2 separate regions of the Mus musculus genome follow, and region 2 is linked to region 1. A link is a contact called in public promoter capture Hi-C data. All regions are on one chromosome and are shown on one strand. Each heading gives the region's core, a stretch centred on a gene start, on an enhancer-like site or on the middle of the called end of the contact. The rest is flanking DNA. Distances are from core to core; before and after follow the strand shown.

Region 1 (7,469 bases), core at 3,470-5,969:
AGCTATTCGCTATCCTGGAGGGCTCCAGGGTGAGGTAAGCTATCTATCTATCTATCTATCTATCTATCTATCTATCTATCTATCTACCTACCTACCTACCTACCTACCAACTTATCTGTCTATCTCCCTGGAGCCTCATATCCTTCTAGAAGCTGGTATGAGCCCCAGTGGCCCTGGTACATAGGCATGTTCCCACAGCAGTTCCGCAGAGCTGACTCCCCTGTACAGGGACCTATCTTCTATTCACCCTATGGCCTTCAGTAAGGACTTGGGGCTGGATCTAGCGGGCTAAGTGGAGCCCCAGGGAGGGCCTCTGAGGATGGAATGCTCAGCCCTACCCCAACCCCCTGCAGACTGTGGACTCCAGCCTGGAGGTCTAGGTCAGGGATGAGGGGCAGGGCGATGGGCGGAGATGGCTCAGAACACGTAGGGGGTGTGCCTGTGCTCGGTTGCTTTGGAGCCTGAGCTCTGTGTGTGGCCCTGGGCAGCTCTCAGCCTGCCACATTTTGAGCTTCAGCTAGGACAGGATTTGGATCTAAAGGTACATGCACCCCTAACTCCTCTTCTTGAGCCCTCCATGTTTTCATCAGCGTTTTGTCAGTGTGGACATTGGAAGGGTGGAACCCCATCAGCTATGAGCTGGCCTCTTGGGGCTTTCTCCTTTCTTGTAGCTCAGTTTAGCACTGAGATCTGTTCCTAGGGCTTCCAGACCTGTTCCTTCCCTGGGACTGGCTCCTGGTTTGTCTTGTGGCTGTGCTCCCTTCTGAATCTCCCTTGTCTAGGCTCTTCTTGTAGCTTTTCCACCTCTGCAGCATGAATCCAAGCTGCTGAGCCAGCCAGCAGCAAGTTAGCCCCTCCAATTCTTCTATCTTCTACCTTCCTACCCCATTTCCAGCCATGAGGCATCTTAATGGTTTCTAAAATGCACAATGCTTGTCCTATACCCAACGTGCTGGAGTGTCCTTCCTAGTTTTGCTCTCTGAGTGAGTGCAGCCCCTGGCCACCTCCTCCATGAAGTCTTCCAATTGCCACCAACTCCCAGCCCAGCCTCTGCTTCCTAGCCTGAGCATTCTCTTCCCAGAAACATCCAGGCTCCAACTCTGACCTACAGCCTAATGTTCGGGTACATGAACTCAAGGTAGGTCTGGAGTCTGGTGGTGTAGAATCCCCCAGTGACTCAGTCTCCTATCCTGAAACTGCTTCTGGGTCTCTCTTCACTCTCAGGGCTTAAAAACCATGTATATTTGCAGACAGCACCTTGGGTGTGTCAGAGCAAATGCTACCTGTGGTTTAACTGAACAAAAAAAAAAAAAAAAATAAAGCTCTTGCTTATTCCCAAATAGCCCCTCTTACAGTCATCCTATTGCTAAATCCCACTAAAATCTGATCTTTTAGGACAATGAAATAATTTTCCCTTCAGGTCTTCAGAGAGAAAACACATATCCCTGAGCCGTGAGCCTCTTAAGGCAAGGCTGCCAAGTTAGGCTGTTGCTACTCACCTCTTCCCATACCCGTGGCAGGCATCACTAATCAATCACACTGTTCATTTCTCTGTAATACAACTTTTGAGATAGAGACTTCGAATAAAACCAAATCTTGTTTGCAATTTGAAACTGATTTGCTAGGTCATTTAAACTAGCTCTCTGTCTCCTCTGGGGGAGGCCCAAGCATCAGACAGAGGACTCTTTCAGCCTCCTCTGAGCATCCTGACTTGGGGTGGGTTGGTGGAGCAATTGTGGGGCATCACAACAAGGTCCATGTTTGTCTGTTTGAGCCTGACCTGTGGCTCGTGTGCTCTGTGGTCTTGGGTCTGTGCTTTGCCCTCTCTGGGCTTCAGTGGCTGCATCTGTAATAAAGGCAACAAACACTGAATCCCTGGGCAGGAGGACTAGAATATACACAGTGAACCCCAATATACACAGACAGCGCTCCCAGATATGCAGGTGTCTTGACCTCCTCCTCTCTGGTCTGTGCATTCCACCGGCTGCCTCACATCTGACCTAATTTCCTGGTCTTGCCGTAGGCTCATCCTCCCATTTCCTTGTTCTTCTCCAGGGGTAAATATCACTCACCACTATCTGTCCACCCCTGAGCCCCATTTCTCCCTCCTGGCCTGTGCATCTGCCAGGCAGTCAGAATCATCCTCTGACACGCAGAGAGACGGGAGACCAAGGCTGAGTTTATGGGAGCTGTGCGAGTCTTCCCAGAATTCCAGGTTCCCACCCTTCCTTCAAGAAGTTCTCTGTAATTTCTCCTCTCAATGCCAACTTAGAGCAGGGTTATGATGAACTTTTTATATTTCTCCAACAACAGTAGAACCATTCTCTTAGGGCAGTTCCCAGTTTATCCTTATACTGGCTGTGGTGGTCTAAATTGTATATGATTGCCTCTTCTCTAAATTTCAATATAGAGTATGGCTATGGGGTCAGCCCTATCCCTTTCCCACTTTATACTATGTGGCCACATGTCTGGCTAGCCTCTCTGGATTCCAGAGGTCCCATCAGTCACTTGGGAATTATTCATGTCAACTGAGGGGGTGCTAAGGAGGTGATGGAAGCAACCAGAAATGGTCCACTCAGCCAGGGGTTGAGATTTTTGCTAGAACGGTGGCTGGTGTCTCCGAGGTTCCCGTGCAACTGTGACTCATCTAACTTTGGGAGAAAAAAAGTGTGGCCCTTCAGGCTTCCTGCTCTATGTCCGGTTCTTGTTTAGCTGCACAATGGTCGGGCTGAGACTACGGGGTAGGCAGGTTAACCCCTTCAAGGTACTGGGAACTTCTTCTAGCTCCTAATTGTGAAAAGTTAGAATTTGAAGGACTGCCCTGAGGATCAGCTGCCCCTGGCCCCTTGGGGTCACCTGGTACTTTCCAGTCCGCAAATGGCTGGGCTCAGGCCAGATGCAGGAGAGTTTTGTGTCTTTCTTGCCCACTAATTGTTCTGGGCTGTCAAAATCCTCTCTGCGACTCAGCATTCAACCCAGTTCTAAAGAACCCAGAACCCACCAGCCTCCCAGACCCTTCAAGCTTCCAACCTTGAAGTCATCCACTGTCATTAGAGTCTTGCTTGCCTGCCACATTCCTCCAGGGGTAACTAATGAACGCAGATGCCCGGAGGTGCTTGCAGCAGGGGTAGCTAAGTATATGGCCTCTCTTACTCTGGCCCTTCCTTTCACATGGGTGAGACCCCCTAACAGGAGGTGTGAGACTTGTGCTTTGTGGTTTCAAATCTTTGTGGTATTCACAGCCACCTATGGCTATGGGGTAGTGGGTAAATCCACTCAGGATTCCCTGGCTATCTATCTGCCTCTCATTAGGAGTTAAGCCCAGAGCCAAGAGTGTATATCACAAGTAAGGACTGAAGATGTTTCTACAACTTTATGGTCTAGAAGCCAGAGACCCCATGTAGTCACAGGTTCCAGGAAGAGCCCGTGCTGAGGAGGACTAAATCTAAGTTCCCATCGTCATTCTGACTCAATTTTCACACTAACTCTCCTCTGGATCTCTGTTGTTGTCTCTGAGTACAGAGTTACCCTATCTACCTCCTTGGGACTGGATAGTAAATCCAGGAGCCATTGTTTTGTCGGAATATTCTTTCTGCATGAACCATCTCCACCGCTCACCACAGATTGTGAATAGAATTGCATCCAAAAATGTCCTCTCCTAATGAAGGTTTGGAGACCTTAGGTTACCGTCCCAAGGCCACACCGAAGTGAGTAGGCTGGGATCAGTGCCGAGGGTCACTGTCTCTGAGCTGGGCTTTTGGCTCAGAGGTCCTTGTCTCTAGGGCCTTCCAGAGACTTTGCTGAGCTGTACGGCCACAAGAATTCTTGAGCTCTGGGCTCTGAGTATCTGGTGTTGGGGGAGAAACTACAGGCTACCTTCCTGCCTGCAACTGCCGAAACACAAAGCAGGCTCTGAGAGTCTAGGGGAGATGAGGGAAGAGGGCTCATAAATGGGACTCCAAGTGCCCAGAGCTGAACCTCAGAAGGCCCATCTTGAAAGTGGGAGATATTGACAGAGGGAACGAGTACCCCTTTCAGCTCCCCAAATCCCACCCTAGTCCCTCGAGGTGTTGTAGGTAGAGATAACGGGGCAGGGGAATATAAGTCAGACCTTGGGAAATCTATCTCTTTAGCTCTGGACCAGATTGTCCTTTGGGCAGAAGGCAGAGCTAATCCTGGTAGATAGGGAAGGGAATCACAGAGCCGTTATTTGTCCATCCCACACAAAGCAGATCCTACTCAAATCCAAGGTCCAGACTCCAGTCCTCTGCCCTTGTCCTTGCTGAGTGACAGTGGAAATCCTATCCTCTTTGAGCCTGGTAGTCATAGAAGCTCCAGGTCACTGGAGTTTCCCTGAGTACGACAGTCTACTTACAAGGCTGCTGAGTCTTTCTTGAACATTGGTTCTGAGATAACCGTTTGTGTCCTTGCACACTAAGAGATATGCATTTTTTTTAGCCCTACCCTGGCCCCAGCAGAGAGACTCAGGCTCCGGAGAGGCTGTGTTCCCTTGAGAGTCCTACAGTGGCCATCCCATACGGGCAAGCCAGGACTCTCCCAGTTTTATCTCCATGAGACAGGAGTAGAGAGGGATTTGGGAGTCTCACTTACCTTGTCCGTGAGCAGAAGGCTCTCTCCACTGCAGTCTGTCCAGGGCCGAGCTTTGTGGAGAGCACAGTTGATTGCCTCAGGAGGGGAGAGGGGAGCCACACCCAGGCTGGGAGGGAGGCAGGTTTTCCAACTGGCCCTGGCCCACTTCCCCTCGGGATGGTTTCCTGTTATTGTTCCTTTGTGAGCTGCCTGCAGATAGGCAAGCCCTACGGTGGGCGGCCTCAGCTTGGTCAGCCTGGGCCCGTGGAAGCCTTGGACCTGCCTGGGGTATTCAACTCATACCTCAATTCTAGGTCTCATCGGAGGAGCTGTGAGCCTAGGGGTAGCTGTGGGGGCTCTAAGCTTCTGCCAGAGCATTCAGCCATCCCTGGGAGGCAGGTGTCATATCCCCCACTTTACAGTTCAGAAAGCAGAGGCTTAGTGGGTCTAAGGTACTTGTTTCCTCGCTGGACAGAGTAACCCAGACAGAAACCCAGCTACCTCAGCTTCTCCACAGAGCCGGCTTTCCGTGGCGACTCTGTAGTATGGTGGAACGAAAGGGGGCTGTGGAGTTCTCAGAGTCGGGCAGCTGAGAAACGTGACAGACAATCACTTTCAGCAGCAGATTTTGCCTGTCAGATTCTTCCAGGTAGGGCAGTGTGAGTTTCAGTTCCAAGGTACCAGCCTGGCCCATCTCACTTTACAAATACTGGGTGATGGGCTTCACGTGACCATGGACCAACCAGGGATCCATGCCTCAGTCTCCTCATCTGTATAATGGAGATAGCCATAGGTCTGAGTCAGCAAAAAAGTAAGAAGAGCTAAGAAGACAGCAAAGCAGTAGGTAGACCAGGGTCCCTCAGGACCAAGAGGCTGGGGAGATGAGGTCAAGATTCTCTTCATTCAGCCAGGCGTGGTGGCGCACGCCTTTAATCCCAGCACTCGGGAGGCAGAGGCAGGTGGATTTCTGAGTTCGAGGCCAGCCTGGTCTACAGAGTGTGTTCCAGGATAGCCAGGGCTATACAGAGAAACCCTGTCTCGAAAAACCAAAAAAAAAGAAAAAAAAAAAAAAAGAAAAAGATTCTCTTCATTCATTATGTGATGGGTTAGTAAAAATTTCAGGGTTCTGGCTCAGAGTAAATGACAGACCCCCAGAGTGTACCTTTTGGCAAATTGCCTGGGTTTCTTCATGCATAAAAGTTTGGGAAGTCCCCAACTTGTCCTGCTTTTCAGTGAGGCAAAGAGGGACCATAAGAGAGCAGATCTTTCCGGGCATGGAGAAAATACTGTGGGGGTAGGGTGGGGTGTGGTGGGGGGAAGAAAGGGTTTTCTGTTTGGGGTAGGTAATGTTGGAGATGCCCATTAGACACCCAAGTAGAGACATGGGCTTGGTGAACGAAAGCAAAGTTGGTGTAGCCAATCACTCCCTCCAGGTCCTCTGAGAACTGAACTGGAACGGAGGCCCAGGGAAAGGAGTGTACATTAGGATGGAGTATTAGCGTCCTGAGACCATGTGAAGACAGATGAGGACATCAGAGTAAGGAGAGAGGCCAGGGAACTGTCGCTGGGGCTGTTCTCAGCTCTGAGCGGAATCCATAGCATTCAACTACTGCGTGCGTGCATTCGTGCGTGCGTGCGTGCGTGCGTGCGTGCGTGGGCGAGTGCGTGTGTCTGTGAACAAACAGAAGCTCCACATTTTCCTCTCTGCCACAATCTGTTCTGTTCCCTGCCCTCAAGGTGGGCTGGCCCAGCATAGACAGCTTCCCCGAGAGCTGCCTGCCTTGGTGGTCTGTGTACTCAGTGGACACGTCTGCCAGGGTAGCACTTCCCGCTGGGTCTCATACTCAGCGCTGGCAGGCTGCCAGGGACAGGGCCTGTCCGGCCATCAATGCAAACTCCTTTTGTACTCTAGCCCTGGTGGATATTTCTGCCCCGAACACAGTCATTGTTGTCATCTGTAAACAGTAAACGATGGACAGGCAAGCCTTGGATGTGCCCCGGACTCCAGGGATGGCAGTGGAGGTCTTCATAGCAGAAGTTCAGTCCCAAAAGGCCAGGCTAGTGCTCTTCAGACCCCCTGTGGATCCAATACCTGATTTCACCCCTTCCTCACCCTTCCTCCTCGCACTCCAAGCCCACTGGAGTCAGAGAAGGTACTGGGAGGAGGGCGCATGCGCAGGGAGTAGCACTGAGCGTGCTGGAGGCTGCCAGGAAGACAGGAAACACGATGGTCTGCCAGAGCAGATTAGATGCAAGCTGGAGAAGGAAGTGGTATAAGGGGCCAGGGGACGCTCACCTAGGCTAGCGAACTCTGGGACTAGATCCTGTCTGTGTGTCCTAGACTCGCCGATTGGCTTCTCTGAGCAGCTCTCCCCGTCTCTGAAATGACCTTCAGGCCACACTTTTCAGGGCTAGGAGGTCAGAGGGACACTGGCAATCATTAACACAAGTAAGGCAGACTGAATATGTGTGCTTCATATGCGAGTGGTCTCTGGGGCAGGATGATGCTTCAGTACCTAAGAGCATCAGTTGCTCTTCCAGAGGACCTTGTTTCTGCTACTAGTACCTTTCTGGCCACAAATAGGTGTCTGTAGCTCTGGTTCCAGAGGATCTAATGCCATCTTCTGGCTCCCTCCTGCACTGCATGCCCATGGTTGCACAGATGTATAGAGAGGCAAAATACCAATATGCATACAATAAAAATAAATATATTTTTTTAATGAGCATGGTCCTCAAGCCTCAGGATCATTAGGGTGGAGAGAGGAGTTGGAAATGCAGATCCCTTGCCCTCACCTGAGGTATGTGGAGACAGAATGGCTGGAGATGAACCCCCAATATCTACAGTCTGGCAGCCCCTTAGGCCTTGTGGCTGAGCGCTC
Region 2 (6,892 bases), core at 2,258-4,757, 69 kb before region 1:
TGAGTTTGATAATTGTTTGAGTAGGGAGAAAAAAAAAGGAGCGTCTAAAAGTGTGATAGCCCACAGACCGTTAGCACCTTCATTTCCAGCTCTTAGACACAAAATCATTAATATCTCCATGGAGGAATAATCTTGATAACTAATTGCATGCCGCTGAAGTGAAAATGTGCTAATTATCAATTTCACAAACCCCGTGTAAAATTACGGATGAGTCTCAGTGATGTTACCTATTCTATACCCGACTTCAGTCCTTAACCTCAGGAGCTTCAGCATTGTGACCATCCGTGGGGGTGATTATAGGATGGTCCTGACCGCCCCCATTCCACCAGAATGCTCATGTCTTAGATCAAAGCAAAAGTGCTTGTGCTTACAAACTCCTGTGTGAGGGTGTTTACAACACAGGTACGGCAAAGGCTCCTGGCCAAGCTCCACTGGACACTACCATACGCCTTGTATGCACTATTTCTTTAGTCTTCATGACCATTCTGGCAGGTGTGCAATCAATATTCATCCCGTTTTCAAGACAACACTGAGGCTGCAAAGGGGTGGGGTGGGGGGGGAATGGGGCCCCTGCTCAGAATCAAATGCTATAAACCTGGCTGCTAGCTCCCAAGGGCTGTGCTGGCAGCCATAACTCTTATCTTGTGCTTACTTCCCAGGGGGGCAAGCCTCCCTGGCCTCAGTTTCCCTTTTAGAGGCTGTGAACAGATTGGTACCTTCCCGCTCCCTACCTCACGCTTGGCACTAGGCTTTCAAGAGCCGCTGATGTCCTCTGAGGGTGCTCAGCCTGTTGGTGCCAAAGACTCATGATTGTCCTGCATCTCCATCACCCTCCCTATCAGCTGTGCTCCAAATACTGAGCGGAGCGGCAGAACGAGCCTAATTAGCTTCGGATGGACTCCTCTGGGATGAGAAGCGGAGAGGATTATAGAAGATGCAGGGAATGGGGCACCCTAGTGAGTGAATGGGGGGGGGGTAGGTTACAAAAGAAGGAGAGAGGGACTTCTGGAGGGAAGAAACCCTAGGCAGCCATTCTGCCCAGCAACAGGTAGACACATTTCCTGATCTCATTCCAGTTCTGGGTAGGAGTGATGGGAGTGACGTCTGTTTTCTTTCCATCAATGCTCCTGGTTCCTTACAACCTCTGTGCCGCTCTGTGGATATGTGCTGCTCATATTTTTTCCTAAGCCCTAGGCATGCAACTGGGCTGCTCTAGGCCCCAACTGCTCAGACTCAGGAAGATCCTTCCCCAAAAACCTGCTAGCTCTTAAGTTCAAGTCATGCTGTCTGCCACCAGCTCCGGTTCCTTCACTAGGTTCATCATGGGGTCCTGTGACCTAAAGTAATGGCCTGGATAGTCAGCAAGGAATCTCAGTGGGCACCTCTGCGGCTCCTGGTAACCTCACTGTCCCATCGGCTGAGCATCCTGATACCTGTTGCAACCAACCATCACCTGTGGCTCACCCAAGTCAACCCACAGCGAGCAATCCTCTCTTCACCTAATCCAGAGTAGATCGAAGTGTGTAAATTCCTTTGTACAGAGTATGAACGCAATGTAGGAGGTCTCAAGTCTGGGGTGGCAAGTGCCAGCCAAAGGCAAAAAAAAAAAAAAGGTAGAGTGTCCCCTTTAGTCAGTGAGCCTCTTGAACCTGGACAGCAGCATAGGAAAGGTTTGGGTGGGGCAGAAGATGTCAGCACGCGCCTGCGAAAAAGGGAGAGGCTAAAGGAAAGTCTTGTTTTGCAAGGAGATGTCAGGAGATTCACAGGGAACCAAAGGCCGACGCAGAGGGTGAGAAAGATGGGAGCACCATGTCGCCTCACATCAAGCTCTCTTTGCCTCAGGAAACACCTGTGGCCAAATGCAGTCAATGGATAGACGTGTGTCAGGTTCCGCAGAAGACTCGTCTAACGATCTTCCATACATTTTTAGGTGAAGGAAACTGAGGCTCAGAGAAGTCAAGTGTCTTGCCTAAGGTCACACAGCTGGGAAATCAGCTAAAAGAGTGTCTCATGGCTCCAAAGACCCTGCACAGTCTACTAAACAGAATCATGCATACGTTTCAAAGAGGGAAACTGAGTCACTCAGTGGTGAAGTCATCTAGTAAGCAGTCCTTATCACTGAGGAGAGTCTAGAGGGCCGTCTGTTGGCCCTCAGGTGCACTTGGACTCTTAGAGTTCCCCGATTCTCTAGTATGTCACTTGTGCTCGTCCCTTCCCAGGCTGGGTTTGGCTGCCCATGCTGGCACAGGGGTGGCTGAGAAACGTAGCCCAGGGTCGATACTACGCACCTGTCCCTAGACTACAGAGCCCGAAGGACAACCAGGAAAGGAGGAAGCGGGGGGGGGGGCAAGGGTGGGCATTGCCGAGCTTGGGAAGGGGAGAGTGGCAGGTACCACTTAGTGCTGCGTAGTCAGAGGAACTGCCACCTCGGATTCAGCTTCGGGTCCTTTGCAAGGGACTGCACAGGAAAGTCTTCCTTATGAAGGGAGAGGGTAGGTGGGGGGAGCGGCAAGGATGCTCTTTCTATCCTAGGTAAGACAAAATGAGGCATGGTCCAAGTGACTGGGCCGTTGAATTGTCAAACTTCCTGGCTTAAGGTGGTGGGAGAGGGTTCAGGCTCAAACTCTGTAAAACCCCAGTCCCTCTCCTCTCACCCCAGACAAGAGTGTGCCCTAGTATCTTTTCTTGAGTGGACTGGTCAGCGACCCTCCAAACCGAGGGCACAGGGCTGGGGACCCTGTCATGGGCTTGCATCCCGGGAGGATACTCGTCTGAGACTCAGGCAGACCTCGGATTCCTCGCGTTTCCCCGGGGATTCGCGGGTCCCGGTGACCCTCTCGGGTGTGGGGAGGATGCGGGATCAGGAACCGCAGGAGTCTCGGGCAAACCGCTCAGTTCCTCGCGCGCTGAGGTTCCGCTCGGGACCACGTCCCCCGCCGCCCAGCGCGTCCCCAGCTGCGTGCATAAGCAGCGGTACCCCCGTCTGCGGCCCTCCCCGCGCCCCGCGCCCCTTACTCGGCTTGGCTGCGGCGCTCCGCTCCGTGCGCCGCAGTGCCGGCTCCAGCTTCGGCTCCAGCTCCGGTCCCGCTCGGGCTCCGGCTCCCGCTCGGATGCCGTGGCGCTCCGGCTGGGCTGGGGCGTCCCAGCCGCTTCGCCTGGGCCTGCTGTGCGTGCAGGGGCGGGGCGCACCGGCGGGGCCGGGCAGAACGGACCCGCGCCCTCGATCCGCGGGCAAACAGCCGCCGGCGGTCTCCGGGGCCCTGCCCTGCCCTGCCCTGCCCTGCAGCAGGAACAGCAGCCCCGCCCGTCCCTCCGTCGCGGTCCCCGCGCCGCCGCTCGTTCCACCGTCACCCTCTTGGGCCCTCCTCGGCGGCGGCGCGGCTCCCCGGTCTCAGCTCGGTGGCGCCACGGCCCGGGTCATTGCTGAGATGGGGACGCGGAGGAGGTGGGAGCGGCGAGCCGCGCCCCTCTGCGCACAGCCAGCCCGACACCCACACAGCGTCGGGCAGCGGGCAGGCGGGCGGGCGGGGCAGGGCGGCGGGGAGGCCGAGGGATGTAGGGAGGCCGGCACACCAGGAGGACTTGTGAAGGGTGGACAGACAGACACGTGCAGAGAAGGGTGAACCAACCATATGTCAGAGATGGACAGCCAGAAAGGTTGGACAGAGGCAAGAGCTAAGGGCAGAAGGCAGGGTAGAGGCAGCAGAAGGGACACAGGCTGCTGCTGGCCTTTGGTTTGGGCAGAGGAGCCCGTCAAGGCCACTGGTTCCCAGCTGTTCGAATTCTCTTCACGTAGGCTTGACCAAGGCCTTCAATTTGAGCTATCAGCAGGCTTATTTTCTTCTTCCCTTGCCCACCTGATGCCCTCTGTCCTGGTGCTCAGTCTTGGCAGATGCAAGCCTACCTTGGAAGATGCCTGGCTCAGGGGAGGGACCTGGGCTCCAGCTCCTTCCCTGTATGCACCCCACTTTGCGGCCTCTGGCATGCCGCAGCCCATTCCTAGGCCTGTTATTATTACAAGGTCTCTGCTTATCGCACATTTAAATATGCTGGTGTGCTCTACAGTTACTGGTAGAATCACTTGGAACATTTACTCATCAGGGAGAGTCCCTCAGGGCTGATACATCTTAGTGAGACTGCAGGGGTCTGTCCAGGGTGACAGTTGGTAAATCTGACCAGGGAATCCATAAATTGAGTTGTTGCCAACCCTCTCCAAGCCCTTACTTTATTGATGAGGGAGCTGAGGTTTGAAGAAGGAAGGACACCTGAAACTCTGACGCCTGCCACTGGCTGGAAGGCAGTTCTTGAAAATAAAACATGATGACAAAGAGTTGAACATGTTGATGATAAAAACCTTGGGGAAGCAGAGGAGCCCTGGGGACCTTGTGGAAGAGACTTGAGCCAGCTGCAGGCGCCAACTGGGAGGTGGGGACAAAACAGCCTCCAGGAGAAAGCAGAAGGCTTTGTACCTCAGCTTTGCTAGGTGTGGAGAGTCAGGGTTAGAGCCCCTCCCAGCCTCTGTGGGCAACCGTTCATTTGGGACTCAGCATCCTTGACTGGCTTCCCTTCTGAACACATAGAGGGGTTGATCTCAGCTCACTGGGTCTGTTTTGGGGGTTGGGGGGGGGGAAGCTTGAGCCGTTTGAGCAGCGAGGTCAGAAAAGGCTTGGGTGGGCCCGTTGTCCAAACCCAGACATTTCATTTATTTTGTGGACAAACAAAAGACCAGGATAGGTCCAAACCAGGGAGCTAGGACTAGAGGCCACAGCTCTGCCCACTGCACCAAGACTGGCCATGACTCAATGAACAGACATCAGTTGATCCAGACAAATCTTCCAGCTGTTGAGTGGTCACTCTTTGGCAGGCCTGAGTGTCTATGTGTTTTAGGGGTGTGGGGTCATGGCTCACTTTGAGTGGGAAGACACAGCCCTAAAGAGTTCATTGCTCTATGCCCTTTTATCTGAGTATCTCTGGTCTGAGAAACCTGTGCCTCCGAACAAAAAGTGGGGGTGTGATGGTTTGTATATGCTTGGCCCAGGGAGTGGCCTTGTTGGAATAGGTGTGTCACTGTGGGCATGTTGATGATAAATCCTTGGGGAAGCAGAGGAGCGGTGGAAGCTTAAGTCCCTTGTCGTAGCTGCCTGGAAGTCAGTGTTCCACTAGCTACCTTCAGATGAAAATGTAGAACTCTCAGCTCAGCCTGCACCATGCCTCCCTGGATGCTGCCATGTTTCCACCTTTATGATAATGGACCGGACCTCTGAACCTGTGGGAAGCCACATGTGCCGTTGCTGAGTGGCACTGACTACTGCTGGCCACCACGCATAAGATTGGACAAACAACCAATGTGTACATATGCAGTAAAGTCTTTTGCAAAGACACTGCCTGGCCCAGGCATGATAATGAGGTTCTGTAAGGTACTGAGAGTATAACCAATCAGATGTGAGACATGCAAATGAGGTATGATAATGAGGTTCTATAAGGTACTGAGAGTATAACCAATCAGATGTGAGACATGCAAACCAGGCATGATAATGAGGTTCTGTAAGGTACTGAGAGTATAACCAATCAGATGAGGAACATGCAAATGAGGCTTAGTACATAACCAATCCGGGTGTGAGACACGCCCCTCCTAGGCCTATAAAAGCAGCACTAGTTCTGGGCTCGAGGTCTTTCGCCTCTACAATCAAGCTCTCCCAATAAACGTGTGCAGAAGGATCCTGTTGCAGTGTCGTTCTTCCTGGCCAGTTGAGCGCTTGCAAGATGAACCTGTAAGTCAGCCCCAATTAAATGTTGTCCTTATAAGAGTTGCCTTGGTCATGCTTGGTGTCTGTTCACAGTGCAAAACCCTAACAAAGACAACGGTTTCAAGTGGAGTTGGACTGTGACTGCTTGCCGCCGTCTCTGTATCTCTACCCATTCACAGATTCATATGAGTGTAGGATTCAAGGAAAACACCAGAGAAAGTAGAAGGTAAAACCACCCACTCTAATACTGTATTTTCTTTCTCTTAAAAAAAAAATAAAGTCATATAACTTAAATAGAAGGAGCTTGCTGAGTGTGGCCTCTCTCCTCACCTGTGTCAGTGTGAATAGCTGCCCAGCACTGTACTTGAGGGTCATGCTGGATTTTCTTGAATTGTTTCTCTACTGGTGGACATCTAGCCTGTTTCCCTTCTTTCCCTTCTTCTGTAGACAACACCTCAGTAGACATCCCGATGGGTTAGTTTATACACATCTATGGATATCTTCTATGCCAGCGGGTGCATCTGTATGCTTCATAGACATCAGGGATGCACATCAATGTCTGGCATCTGCTCCGTCAAAAATCAGGCAGGGAGGCTGCGGAGGGAAGCCCTTCAGGAATTCATGGGGTCATGGTAAGGTCTGAACATCTGCCCAGAGTCCATGAGTTAGAATTCCTAATGCAAGAGGATTGAAAGGTGGGTGACTTTAAGAGCTACCTGGGCTGTTATGGAGGGAGCCAGGCCACGAGAGCACCATCCTTAGAAGCTCTCCTCCCTTACTCTCTTCACCCACGGGATACTTGGAAACATACTATGAAGCAACACAAAGCACCTCCCAACCCCCGCTCCCAAAGCGTGGCCCTTGATCTTAGTCTTCAGAGCCTTCAGAGACCCAAGCCAAATGCATTTCTGTCCACTATAAATTACCAGTCTGTGGTATAGCATTATTCAATGGACTATGGGGACTTCTCAGGTCAGTGCACTGAGAACCTCCAAAGGCTGACTGTCCAGACTTAACCCTAGAGTCACAGTATACTTCAAGCTACCCCAGTCACTGACAGGAAACTACCCCCTCCCCCAAAGCAATTTCAATGTATGAAGAACAGTTTCTTTAAGTCATCTGGTACACCTTTATAGGAGTACAGT

What was found. Capture Hi-C pulls out chosen DNA fragments and counts their contacts.
Region 2: a contact with region 1 is called in a promoter capture Hi-C map of liver. The contact joins the promoter of Bean1 here to the promoter of Cdh5 in region 1. A contact is called at or near these places in 1 of 39 promoter capture datasets (pre-B cells), 6 of 484 Hi-C or Micro-C datasets (B cells, the BV-2 cell line, differentiating embryonic stem cells and 2 more), 1 of 115 datasets of contacts at active chromatin or transcription factors (bone marrow-derived macrophages) and 3 of 9 other capture datasets (adipose tissue, liver and macrophages).

What each region holds. Positions count from the first base shown.
Region 1 is chr8:104,098,875-104,106,343 of GRCm38.p6, reverse strand. Cdh5 (cadherin 5) reads right to left here and starts at 4,719. Exons shown (of 12, transcript NM_009868.4): 1 at 4,612-4,719. It overlaps Gm29682 (predicted gene, 29682), which reads left to right and starts at 471. Exons shown (of 3, transcript NR_131138.1): 1 at 471-541.
Region 2 is chr8:104,167,128-104,174,019 of GRCm38.p6, reverse strand. It overlaps Bean1 (brain expressed, associated with Nedd4, 1), which reads right to left and starts at 3,507. Exons shown (of 5, transcript NM_001141924.1): 1 at 3,016-3,507.